Linked DNA regions of Mus musculus: regions 1, 2 and 3 are each linked to region 4. A link is a contact called in public HiCAR-type and promoter capture Hi-C data. All regions are on one chromosome and are shown on one strand. The core of a region is the stretch at or near the end of the contact, and the rest is flanking DNA. Distances in the headings are between cores, read along the strand shown. Region 1 overlaps Lmbrd1 (LMBR1 domain containing 1). Region 2 holds the start of Col19a1 (collagen, type XIX, alpha 1). Region 3 holds the start of Lmbrd1 (LMBR1 domain containing 1). Region 4 holds the start of Adgrb3 (adhesion G protein-coupled receptor B3).

Evidence for each region. Promoter capture Hi-C pulls out the DNA fragments that hold promoters and counts their contacts. HiCAR-type assays count read pairs that join an accessible place to other places.
Region 1: a promoter capture Hi-C map of hippocampal neurons shows a contact between it and region 4, with 5 times the contacts expected there. The contact joins the enhancer-like site here to the promoter of Adgrb3 in region 4. A contact is called at or near these places in 1 of 39 promoter capture datasets (hippocampal neurons), 1 of 484 Hi-C or Micro-C datasets (cerebellum) and 3 of 115 datasets of contacts at active chromatin or transcription factors (SST interneurons, astrocytes and embryonic hindbrain).
Region 2: a contact with region 4 is called in a HiCAR-type map of astrocytes, with 3 times the contacts expected there. The contact joins the promoter of Col19a1 here to the promoter of Adgrb3 in region 4. A contact is called at or near these places in 1 of 39 promoter capture datasets (hippocampal neurons), 1 of 115 datasets of contacts at active chromatin or transcription factors (astrocytes) and 1 of 9 other capture datasets (embryonic stem cells).
Region 3: a contact with region 4 is called in a HiCAR-type map of astrocytes, with 7 times the contacts expected there. The contact joins the promoter of Lmbrd1 here to the promoter of Adgrb3 in region 4. A contact is called at or near these places in 6 of 39 promoter capture datasets (cranial neural crest, embryonic stem cells, frontonasal cranial neural crest and 2 more) and 7 of 115 datasets of contacts at active chromatin or transcription factors (astrocytes, embryonic forebrain, embryonic midbrain and 3 more).

What each region holds. Positions count from the first base shown.
Region 1 is chr1:24,757,173-24,759,872 of GRCm38.p6, reverse strand. The region is part of intron 14 of Lmbrd1 (LMBR1 domain containing 1); the gene reads right to left. Among named protein-coding and RNA genes, the nearest start is that of Lmbrd1, 80 kb to the right of the region's middle. Within about 2 kb of position 1,287, at least 12 of the 459 cell types and tissues checked have an H3K27ac peak or open chromatin away from gene starts, as enhancers often do. A contact at or near this core is called in cerebellum and hippocampal neurons, where this site is marked.
Region 2 is chr1:24,586,115-24,588,875 of GRCm38.p6, reverse strand. Col19a1 (collagen, type XIX, alpha 1) reads left to right here and starts at 1,439. Exons shown (of 51, transcript NM_007733.2): 1 at 1,439-1,526.
Region 3 is chr1:24,677,249-24,679,948 of GRCm38.p6, reverse strand. Lmbrd1 (LMBR1 domain containing 1) reads right to left here and starts at 1,405. Exons shown (of 16, transcript NM_026719.2): 1 at 1,133-1,405. The coding sequence starts at 1,192.
Region 4 is chr1:25,828,313-25,831,086 of GRCm38.p6, reverse strand. It overlaps Adgrb3 (adhesion G protein-coupled receptor B3), which reads left to right and starts at 1,380. Exons shown (of 31, transcript NM_175642.4): 1 at 1,380-1,625. Gm9884 (predicted gene 9884) reads right to left here and starts at 657. Exons shown (of 2, transcript NR_169046.1): 1 at 46-657.

The DNA of each region.
Region 1 (2,700 bases), core at 38-2,537, 1.1 Mb after region 4:
TATAGGTTGCAAGGTAGGAAAAGTTATTTAAAATTTTGATTGGGAGTCTCCCAGGAGATTATTTCTCTCTCTCTCTCTCTCTCTCTCTCTCTCTCTCTCTCTCTCTCTGTGTGTGTGTGTGTGTGTGTGTGTGTGTATGTGTGTGTATGTATGATTTGTTTCCAGAGAGACGTATGGAGGAGCTAATTGGATGTGGGCGTTATCATCCTCTAGACTGCTCCCAGACTGAATAAGGAGGAGACAGCAAGCTGGACACTGCATTTATTTGTTTTCTGGCTCCAGACACAATGGAGCTAGCCACCATACTGCACCATTTTGAAGGAATGTATCTCTTCTTAAACCTAAGCCCAAATAAACCCGTCTCCCCTTCTACTACCTTTGTCACAGTAACAAAAACCACAACTAATATAAAATTATTTAAAGCCAAGAGCAGTATCTTCCCTGGCTAAGTATTACGTGCAAGTATAAAACTGCCTGGGAAATGTCACTCGGAAGTCTCACGGTGAACGGCAGAGTAAACAGAGACGCAGAAGTTCTCTTCATTTCCACACTAGAAGACATGTTGGGAGTTAAGACTTGACTGAATTAGGCTCTCAGGGCCAGGAGAGGGATTAGAGGACAGCAGCTGAGCGGACAGAAGCAAGCACAAATGAAATCCCATCATTCTGTCCCAGAGGCCTAGTAATCCACTCAGTGACATTTGAAACTGTCTTAGACCGGATTACCTGGACCACCACCAAAACTGTATCTTAAATATTTTTCCCAACCACATTGTTTACGTGTTTTCCATGTTTTAAAAGTGTGCCTTTGATGCAAGCTTCCTAAAATTCAGGTGAAAATATTGTTAGTGTTTGGCTTTGTTGTAAAAAACAAAGCTACCCTAAAAACCCATGCACTAGCATACAATAGAATTTGTTATCTTTATGTGCTTGCTACATTGAGTTTATTTACATAGAGTGGCATACACTCAGAGAATAATGCTTGCAAACGAGCTCTGTGCTGCTATTTCACGCCAAGAGATGATTCCGCACTGAACAAAGGGAGAGATCCTTGTTCACCATCTGCCAGTGTCCAGCTGCTCACCTCCATCACCGGCACGTAGCACATGAAGCATAGCTCTAGCTCTTGATGTTATCCAAGAAGATGACAGCAAAACAACTGAACTTTCTTTAACCTTCAAAGCCAAGTTACGATGGAGAGATGGCTCAGTGGCAAAGTGCATGCTGTGCAGGTTTGAGGACCTGAGTCTGGAGCAGGGCACAGGAGCAGGCATCGGGAACTTCAGTACTCTCTGGGTGAGATGGGAGGTGCTGATGAGGATCCTGTAATCCTCATAGCCTGGCTAGCCTGCGGCTGAGGATGAGTGACGCTGCCTCAGATCTCACCCAAGTGGAAAGTGAAGGCCAACCAGAAGTTGTCTTGACATATACACACACATACATACCAGCATGCACCCACACACGCAAATACATGGGCAGGTGAGTGCACACATACATGCACACACACACAGTGAGAGAGACAGACAGACACTGAATTGGTGGATGACCAGTGTGGGGTTGTGTCTTAAAATTAGAAGCAGTCAGGAGTCTGACCATTGTCATGGAAAAAGGCATACAAAGTTCCAACCACTAAAGACTAAATGCTTAGCATGAAAACTTAAAACTTGTTTTTCTCTTGGAGTATACAAGTTAAGTGCTGAGCAAGCGCACCATGAGCCCATGAGTAAAATGGAAAGCCTTTTTAAAGTCTCCAGTTTGCTTCCTTCCGCCACTGCTTCTCACAGGCTATCAGAAACAGATGTAACAAAACCACTATGTCAGAGCAAGATTTATCTTACCTGGTCATTCTAATTTTACACATTTCTTCCTTTTTGTACCACTAAAGGCATTTTTTAATGCACGTTGACTTTCGCTAAAATAGCGCTGATTAATAGCTGTAATAACAACACTTTTTATTTTAAGTTTACTTTTACTAAGCAGCGTCAATGTACTGCACAGCTAAGAGCATTTCCAGGGTTTCTGGGTAAAAGGTGTAATCACAATTGAGTCATCGTGTTAAACTGTTACCAAGAACTAACATAGATATTTAGACTCTGCATTTGTAATTATTTATCAAGACATTTTTTTTATCAAAAATGTAATTATGTATTAAATGGTTAAAACAAAGAAAATACCCCGTGAAGAACAGCCTGAGCATGGGAGAAAGGATCGCGAAGGCAGGAGATGTGTGCATGCAGGAAACTCTGGGATCTTTACCACACACATGAACTACATACATCTGAAACGATCTGAGACACATGTAAAGCCAGACACGTGAGGAGAAGAAAAGAGGAAACTGCAACAGACAGCAAAGCTGAACTAATGAAGTTAAAGCTGAATAAACGCCACACAGCTGAATCAGCATTTCATGAAATCTCATGGAAGGTCTAGATAAAGGGAAATGAGACATGATGTACATTAAAGATGATAGAAGCCTAAAGAAAACAATTTTATTATATTTTAAGAATATATGGGGCTGGTAAGATGGCTCAGTAGGTAAGAGCACCCGATTGCTCTTCCAAAGTTCCTGAGTTCAAATCCCAGCAACCACATGGTGGCTCACAACCATCAGTAACGAGATCTAACTCCCTCTTCTGGAATGTCTGAAGACAGCTACAGTGTACTTACATATAATAAATAAATAAATAAATAAATAAATAAA
Region 2 (2,761 bases), core at 190-2,689, 1.2 Mb after region 4:
AACAAAAATGTGCTTAGCTACTTCATGAGCAATTTAAAGGTTGAGAAATTATTGAAACAGTGGAGTAAAATTCATCGGCTTGACCTACAGTTTCAAAGTTTATTTTTAAAGAGTATTAATCTGATGCAAATAGCTAAATTGAATAGTCTGGACAATAAATCCTGGGCATAAAATGCATATATAAAAATATAACTGACAAACGAGGAAACAAATTCAATTAGGATACTTGAGCAAATGGAAAGGTTCACCAGATGCCTAGGGAAGGCTTAGGAATCCTGTCTTTAAATGGGCAACTGAGCCGCTGGACTCACGTGATGCCTTTTCCTTTGGCCTCTTTCCACAGTCAACCAAAAATTCGTGAAGGAAAGCACATGAGGAGGGAGACACATTGTATGGCTTGAAATTCTGACAGAAACGTGGTTCATGGCAGTTTGTGAATTCTCACACTTCAGTGTTCTGTTTTCTTTGGGAATAGGCAGGTTACAAACCCACTGGTTGATGCTGTAATGGTCTTCCTCCAAAGAGGTGAAAATGAGCTATTTAAAAATTTGTTCTGAGCATTTTAAAATCTTTGCCACTGTGGTCTTGTCGTCTTTGGACTGGGAATCTCACTAAGTGAGACTTATGTCTTTGAGGTAACACTCTAAGGTAATGATTTCCATTCTTATGGATTAATAATACATATTTTCTCTCCAACTGCGGCAACACACAACTAAAAGAAGTTAAGCATTGTTTAACCTGTGGGTTAATCTTACAAATTCTAGTGTTTTTAAAAAAATCACACACTATATGTATATAAATATATGTGTATGTTTACTATGAATGAATATAAATCTGAATATAGACACATAATACTATATATATGTATGTATATACTTACTGTAGGTGTATATGTACTGCTATACCCACCCCCTCCACATATTGAAAGAGATCTCGAAGACTTACAAGACAGATATTTATAACACCAGACTATTGAAGCATAATATATTTAACAGTCACAACATACCTTTATGGATGTAGACACAAACCTACATAGAGAACGATGATTAGAATGCAAGCTGACTTGATTAACTTTAGATAAACTCAAGAAATAGAAGTGCAAAATAAAACATACACGATACCCTTTTTTATTTTTAGCTCGACTGTTAAAAAGCCAATTATCTACCTGTGAATGTATACCACGCACTGCACCGCACCGTACTTTGAGGACACTTCATAGTCAGAAGTGAGAAAGCGTCTGCCCCCAACTGTCATTGCCGCTATGAAATTGCTATTAAAACAGAAACCTGAAAGACTTAGTACCCAGCTCTGTGTGATCAAGGAAAACCTGGGCATGAGTTGGCTGAGGACTGTCTTGCTGAGTCCTCCGTGCTCACCGAGTGGGAGGGTCACACTGAAGGGACGAATAAGGGCAGAGATGCGTCCCGCTTCCACTCGCTGGGAGCTGGAGCGGGCCACTCCGCGGCGGTGCGGCAGCCCTGTCCGGACTCCACCGCGCCTCCCAGGGGCTCTGACACCAACCCAAGGTAAGCTGCGCAGCTCTGCCACATTTTGCTTGATGTTGCCTTCACAAGCCCGGTCTCTGCCATATGCTGTATTTCTGGTCATTTGCCTGCATCTGCTTTTAAAGAAAATGTCACAACCGTACTGCACAAGTGCACATATTTCGAGGGGAAAATCTGCCCACCTGCATTCCCACGCGGAGACGAGGGGACCGAGTGCATTTGGCCAGATCAGGCCACTTTGACACGCTGCCTATAATGTGGCTCGTGTTTGTGCGTCCAGGTCACGCGGGCTCGCGCGTTCCACTTTAGTTCTCGGTGGATTTTCTGGTTGGGTTTGGGAAGCAGAAGTGTATGCGATGCTGATGCGGATGGAAGGCACGCGAGCTATGGAAGAAGGGGTAAACGAACAGAGCAAGCTACGAATGCTGTGGGGCTGTGGTCTCTAGGGTTGGATGCTGTAACCGGGAGAGGTGAAAGCCAGGACGCAAAGCTCGGACGCTCGTGTACCCGGTGGAGTTACCCACTTCGACCCGCGCGGGGGTCCCAAGCCCGGCTTAGGCTGTCGCGGAGGAGGATCCGGGTCTGGTCCCGGAGTACCTGGCCCTGTGTCTCCTTCAACACGCAGAGTGCGCAGCGCGTCCAGCCGGAGCGCAGCCGCTGTCCCCGCTGTCCTCGCAGCCGCGGCCGCCGCGGGGACGTCAGGGTCCCGGCGCAAAGGGCCGGCGCCTCGCCTCCGCCCGCGGCCCTCGGCTCTGCGGGAATCCGGCCGGCGCCGCAGCCACCGCCGCCTGGAGGAGGGAGGCGGCGCGCATGGTCCTGGAGAAGTTTGTTGGCCCGGAACCAAGCGCGCCACTGCACAAGCCAGCTCCTTTGAAGCAGGCGGGAGATGAAGCTTAACCTTACCCCAGCTAGGTCGTGGAGGGCTCTGGAACTAGTTGAGTGGGTGGGCAGGTTACCCACGTGGGCCCCGTGCCATGGGGGACAGAGGGGAACGCATGGTGGGTCTCGGAGGACAATGGACTCGGCAATGGAGAGAATGGGACCCAGATGCTGAAAATATATACTTTTAATAGAACCATCCAGGAATTGCGACAGTGGGTGATGTGAGATCTAGAGTGAGTGAGCTGGGAGATGGAAGGGTAACAGAAATAAATTGTGCAGCCTCCACCCACCCCATCACCAATTCAGACTACTTACTTCCAACCTCTCCTTGGAGAGGAGGTCTGAGGAGCAAAAGGGATGAGAGAGTACTAGAG
Region 3 (2,700 bases), core at 156-2,655, 1.2 Mb after region 4:
TTGTTTGTATCCTCCTAGATAAAACTACTGTATCCACAGTAAAACTACTGTGCTTTAAATGCTTTTTCATTAATCAAGATACTCCAACTCTACGTTCCTGCTGGTAACATGCTTATTTTTCACTAAACATATGGGCTGGGAAAGCCAGTGAATTCTCTCCTAGTACAGGGCTAGATAGCCTCCCTCCAGGACACAAGCTAAGCATGGCCCAGGGCAATGGGATTTGTTAAAGTGAAGGGAGCATGCCAGTACTAAGACTGAATTTAGGGTTCCTGAACATGCAAGGCAAGTGTCGTGTGCGTGTGTGTGTCTGTGTGTGTGTCTGTATCTCTGTGTGTGTGTGTGTGTGCGCGCGTGCGCGCGCTACCTGATGAAAAACTGAAAAACTTGACTACCTGAACAAACTACCCAAGGGTCAGTATAGGGAATCTGAAACACATCGGACGAGTTTCAAAATGCAAACACTAACTGACCATAGGACTGAAGTCTTTGTAGAGTGGGGAAGGATTTGACAATATGAAATGTCATAAGAGAAGCAAACTAAACGAAGTCAGAAAGTAACAACCAGGTCACTCTGAGTCACTACAGTTGGGTTTTGTGCACCCAATGATCAGAGAAGTCTGGAAAAGAAGGCACCTGAGGTCAGACAGGTAATAACCTCCCGCCTGGCCAAGCGGCTCTACAGCGTTCTAAGTGGAATGTAATACCTAGAACGTGACACTCACGTCATCAAGGCAGAATCGCACAATGGGCGCGGGGAAACAAGGGGGGGCGGGGGGGGAAGGAGGCATTTAAACAAATAAACAATTGATTCTGTCAGAGCCCAGAAGCCTGGCCCAGAGGCGGTGAGGACTCCAATTCAAGCCGTGATCACGCCTTTCTCCACCCCGAGGGTCGCTCGTCCCCAAACTCACCCGCCAGCTACATTCTCAGACAAGAGACAGAAGCTGGCTGAAGTTAGGAAGGAGACCGCGGAGGATCAGCGCCTCTTCGCCTTCCTCCGGAGACCCTCGCGGACCCAGCAGAGAGCAGGGCGGGCGAGGAGGGTCCCCGACAGGCGAGGCCAGCGCTGGCCCGCCCTCCTCCTCCTCCCACCCCCTCACCCTGGGAGAACTCGGAGCGCCTCCCCTACCAGGAGCAAGAGGCCGAAGATGCACCAGCCGATCACCAGCTCGGCCGCCGCCGCCGCCATCTTCGCTTCCGGTCCGGATAAGCCCAAAGGGGTGGGGAGGGAAGGCACGGGACGGGACGGGACGGAACGAAGAGGGACCCGGAACTGCGCAGCCTAAAGGTTAAAGGGGCGGAGGGGCAGAGCGGAGGGTTGCCAAGGAGACCCGGCCCGCGAGCGTCCCCTGGCGACCAGCCGAGCCGAGGCGGGGCGCACCCGACGCACCGTGACGTCACCACGCTGCCCGCCCACGCGCGGCCTGCGTGCCACTTGATCTTGCTGGCACTCTAGGAGCTTTACGGAGGCAGGGCTGTGTCTGTGCCTCTGAATGTAGAGTGACATTACGGGTTTTCATTGCTTCCAAAAACAAGGTTTTGATCCCATTATGCAATCAGAAGTCATCCTGGTGCAGGAATGACTCAGAATAAAAGAATGTCATCTGCCCAGATGACTTTATAATTTGCTGATGACCAGGTCACGTCATTGCTTGACGGCACTGTGCTACCACGTGATGTTTCGTTTTGTTTTGTTTTTTCCATCTGCGCGTACCTGTGAATTTCCATGATGGTTTCATACAATTAAAATGTCCGAGTCTATGAACTGTAGGTGCTAATAATATGCTCAAGTGAACAAAACAGAGATTGTTGTAAATCTTATGTGAAGCTGAGGGAAAACCTGGGATGCTTGCCTGGGTCCCGTGGTGTATTAGTGTGTATTTAAATTGAATAAACAAACCCCGGCGTGATATTTAGTTTTGATTGTGGACGTTTGTCTGTGGGCTTGATACAATGCAGAACCATCTCGGAAGACTCAGTGACAAATTGTCTCGAATACATTGTCCTGTGGGCTTGTGAGGGATTTTTTCCTTTAATTGGGCTGAGGTGAGAAGCCCCACCCTGAATGTGGGTGGTAACATTTCCACATCCCTGGACCAGAACTGAAGACTTACTTAGCATGCGTGCATAACTCATTGCTGTGTGCGCTTGACCTTGGATGTGAGTAGCCACCTCTAGTTCCTGCTGTCTATAACATCACCACAACAATGCGCTGAAACCTTGCACTGTGAACCCAATAAACACTTCCATCCTTAGGACACTAAGACACTTAGGATGCAGTCAAAACAGTTTATGGATGAACTCCATCGTCGCTATAGTTTATTCTGCTGTGATATTATTACTCACCTTGGTCTTATTTCTGACTGGAAGTCTGCAGTAGTTAAGGGTTGGGTAGAAGTGTCGAAATGAGAAGAAAGTGGAAACAGAATGTGTTTTATATGAACCGGTCCCATCAGAAACTCTCTGGTGGAAGTGTGTGTCCGTCTCTGAGATCTCATGTGTGTCCCCAAGTGCATCACCAACAAGTCATGCTTGTGCTTTACTTCTTGAGCCAATGCCTTTTAACCCTTCTGTAGTAGGCTTGCTGGTTAGAGGAGATATCAAAAACCACCTGAGACCAGTCATCCCTGTTGTCTTCAATGGCCCAAATCCTCTTTGAAAACGATCACATAATCAGTAATTTTGTGAGCACAAGCT
Region 4 (2,774 bases), core at 131-2,630:
ACGGACAACAAAGGTAGCTTTTCTTCATTTCTTCCCATCACTTACCCGAACTTCCTACGAGGGGAAACTTGACAAGGAATAAATGCATTAAGAAGCCAGAACGAATCAAAAGTTTAGAACCCGCACTATTGTCCCAACGCCATGCTGAGAGCAGCTCAGGACGCCTGACCTCGGTAGCCTGCTCAGTGGTCCTGGCAAAGCCTCTTTCGTGACAGAACAAATAAGCTGTTAATTGCAGTCTGGCTGTGATTTTAAAAACAAAAAACAAAACAAAACAAAACAAAAAAACTGAACAACTATAGTTCCAGCCTCCAGCCTGAGGCAAAGAGCAGTGGGAGCTGAGTTGTGGCCCCTCAGCTGCAGACTGGATCAAGGCTAAATCCCGGTGCTGAAATGACAGCTCTCCCGCTGCGGCAGGTCCGCTCTGAATGGCAGCAGACAGATGATCGAGTCCAGCGTTTACTTCCTACCCCTCCATGTCGCCTTCCCGTCTCCGCGCCCCCCTGCCTCTCCTCCTGGGGACTTTCTCCTACACTTGGTGGCGACCAGCCTCAGCGGTGGGAACTGAGGATGCGAAAACCTCCCAGGCGCAGAAAAGATCGGTTTTCCAGACGTGTTTGGGTTTGAGTAGCAGGGCGCGGGCTCGGCTAGAGCCCCGAGGAGCCCGCGCCCGCCCGCCCGCCCGCCCGCCTCGCTCCCGCGCCCGTCCTCCCTCCCGCCCGCTCGCCCGCTCGCCCGCTCGCCCGCCCGCCAGCTCGCCCGCCGCGGGGGAGGCCGGACTCTGGTCCGGGCGCAGCGCTCCGCCGGGGACGCGCGCACCCACGAGCACGCGCGCGGGAGGGTTGCCCAGCGGCGGGTGCGCGCCGAGGAACGCGCGGGCCCCCTTCGCGCGCAGCCCGGGGAGAGCGAGCGCCGCGCGCCGGCGCGCACGCCCGCCACACAGCTTTACTATCTCGTGCCCTCGCGCGCCTCCCTCCTCGCCCGGCATTCAAACAGCTTCCCGACGTCGCCAGCCCAGGATTTTACCCCCAGCTCCTCAGCCGCGCTCCGTCCATCAGTACCTGGCAGGGAGGAGGGCCGGGGAGGAGGGCGCACCAAGCAAGCAAACGGCTCCTGCTCCAGCCTCGCCACCGGCCGGGAGCACTCCTGCCACCAGCCCACCGCCCAACACGCCGCCCCAGCCAGCGCCGCCGGCCACTTCTCAGCGCTTTTTTGGCTTCTTGGCCAATCCGTTTGTTGCGGGGGGGTGGGTTTGGGAAAACACATCTGCGCTCTTTATCCACTTCCATTTTTCTGTTTGGTGTTTCTGTGGAGTCTCCCTTCAGGGGGCCTCTCCCCGCCTCTCCTTTGAAGGCTTCATTCACTTGGATAAGGCGCAAGGCTCTGGCCGCTGGATACCACCGCCCCCCCCCCTATTATTTTTTTTTCCTTTTTTTCCCTCTGCCTTTCGTTTGCATGCATTATTTTTTTTCCAATCATAAATCTTAATATTTGAAGCTGAACCGGGGGGAAAAATGGGCAACGGTGATTGGGACCGAAGGGGAGTCTCTCCATCACTGTTGTTGGGACGTGTGCCTGTTCTGGTGTCTTAGATCAAGAGCCTCCCGGAGCTTTCGGAGTGGAAGGTAAGGAAAGGGGCCTAAGGGTCACCTCTGTCTTCTGGGGGGTCGCCCGGAGAGACTTGGGCTCAGTTTGGGGGGATGGAAGTCAAGGCTGTTGCTGGCGGATGGCAAGATTCTGAGCTTACTAAAACGCCGCAGTTGAAAAGTTAAGAGAAGTCTGTTTTTGAAGAGGTGTGCTGGATGGGAAGGAATAGGGAGAGAGACCCAGAAAATCTAGCAACTCGTGCGTGATTGAGGTAATTTTAGCGGGGGCGGAGGGGGGTAGGTTAAAAGGAAGTTAGGATAGAGTAGGATTGGGTCTTCTGTTGGGGGAAAAAATCAGTGGAGTGATGGCGCCGTCTATGTTCGGCTAAACTAAAGTGTCACCCAGAAGATCAGTTTGAGAATAGCTAAACTCAGTGCTGGTTTGCCTCTCAGAAAGAGCCAAATAAATAAATAAATAAATACAACATTCTGGAGCCCTCAGTGACCATCCCTTAGGCAACCTCTGGCCCTTATTTTTCCTTAGACAGATATACGGTTGTTTGAACAGGGCCTGCAGTGGGGGTGGGGGCAGTTCAATGATTCATATTTCTTATTATATAGAAACAAACAAGACTTCGTACCCCAAGAATGGTTAAAAATAAAGAGCGTTACATGAAGGGTGGAAGAGAGATGTGAAATCAGCTCTTCCCTTCTCTTCTAATCACTGATAAGCACACTATTGCAGACATCCACTGCCAAATAAATGGAAGCAGAAATACCGATTTTTTTTTTAATAAGGAAAAGAAATACGACCTCCTTTTGAGTTCCTGATTATAAAATGAAGCCCCCTTTCATGGTTGGAATTCCTAATTTAGACACTTACTGTCACATCGGCTTTCAACGCCTACACTCTATCCTGAAGAACACTGCGCAGACCTGCATTGCCTGCAAAGTGCTACAGCGTGCACACACACACACACACACACACACACACACACGAGACTGTTCCCATTTTTTTTAAACACACGTAACCTCTAAAATATCATTACCTTTATTTATTTATTTATTTACTTATTTTCAACTGGAAAAGGCATTACTCAGTGAGCTGTGTGTTTGGAAGAGAAAACGCTATTCTGATAGTCCTATCAGCTCTGGGTTTATTTTAAACTGCTGTTGTGTAGAGATTTA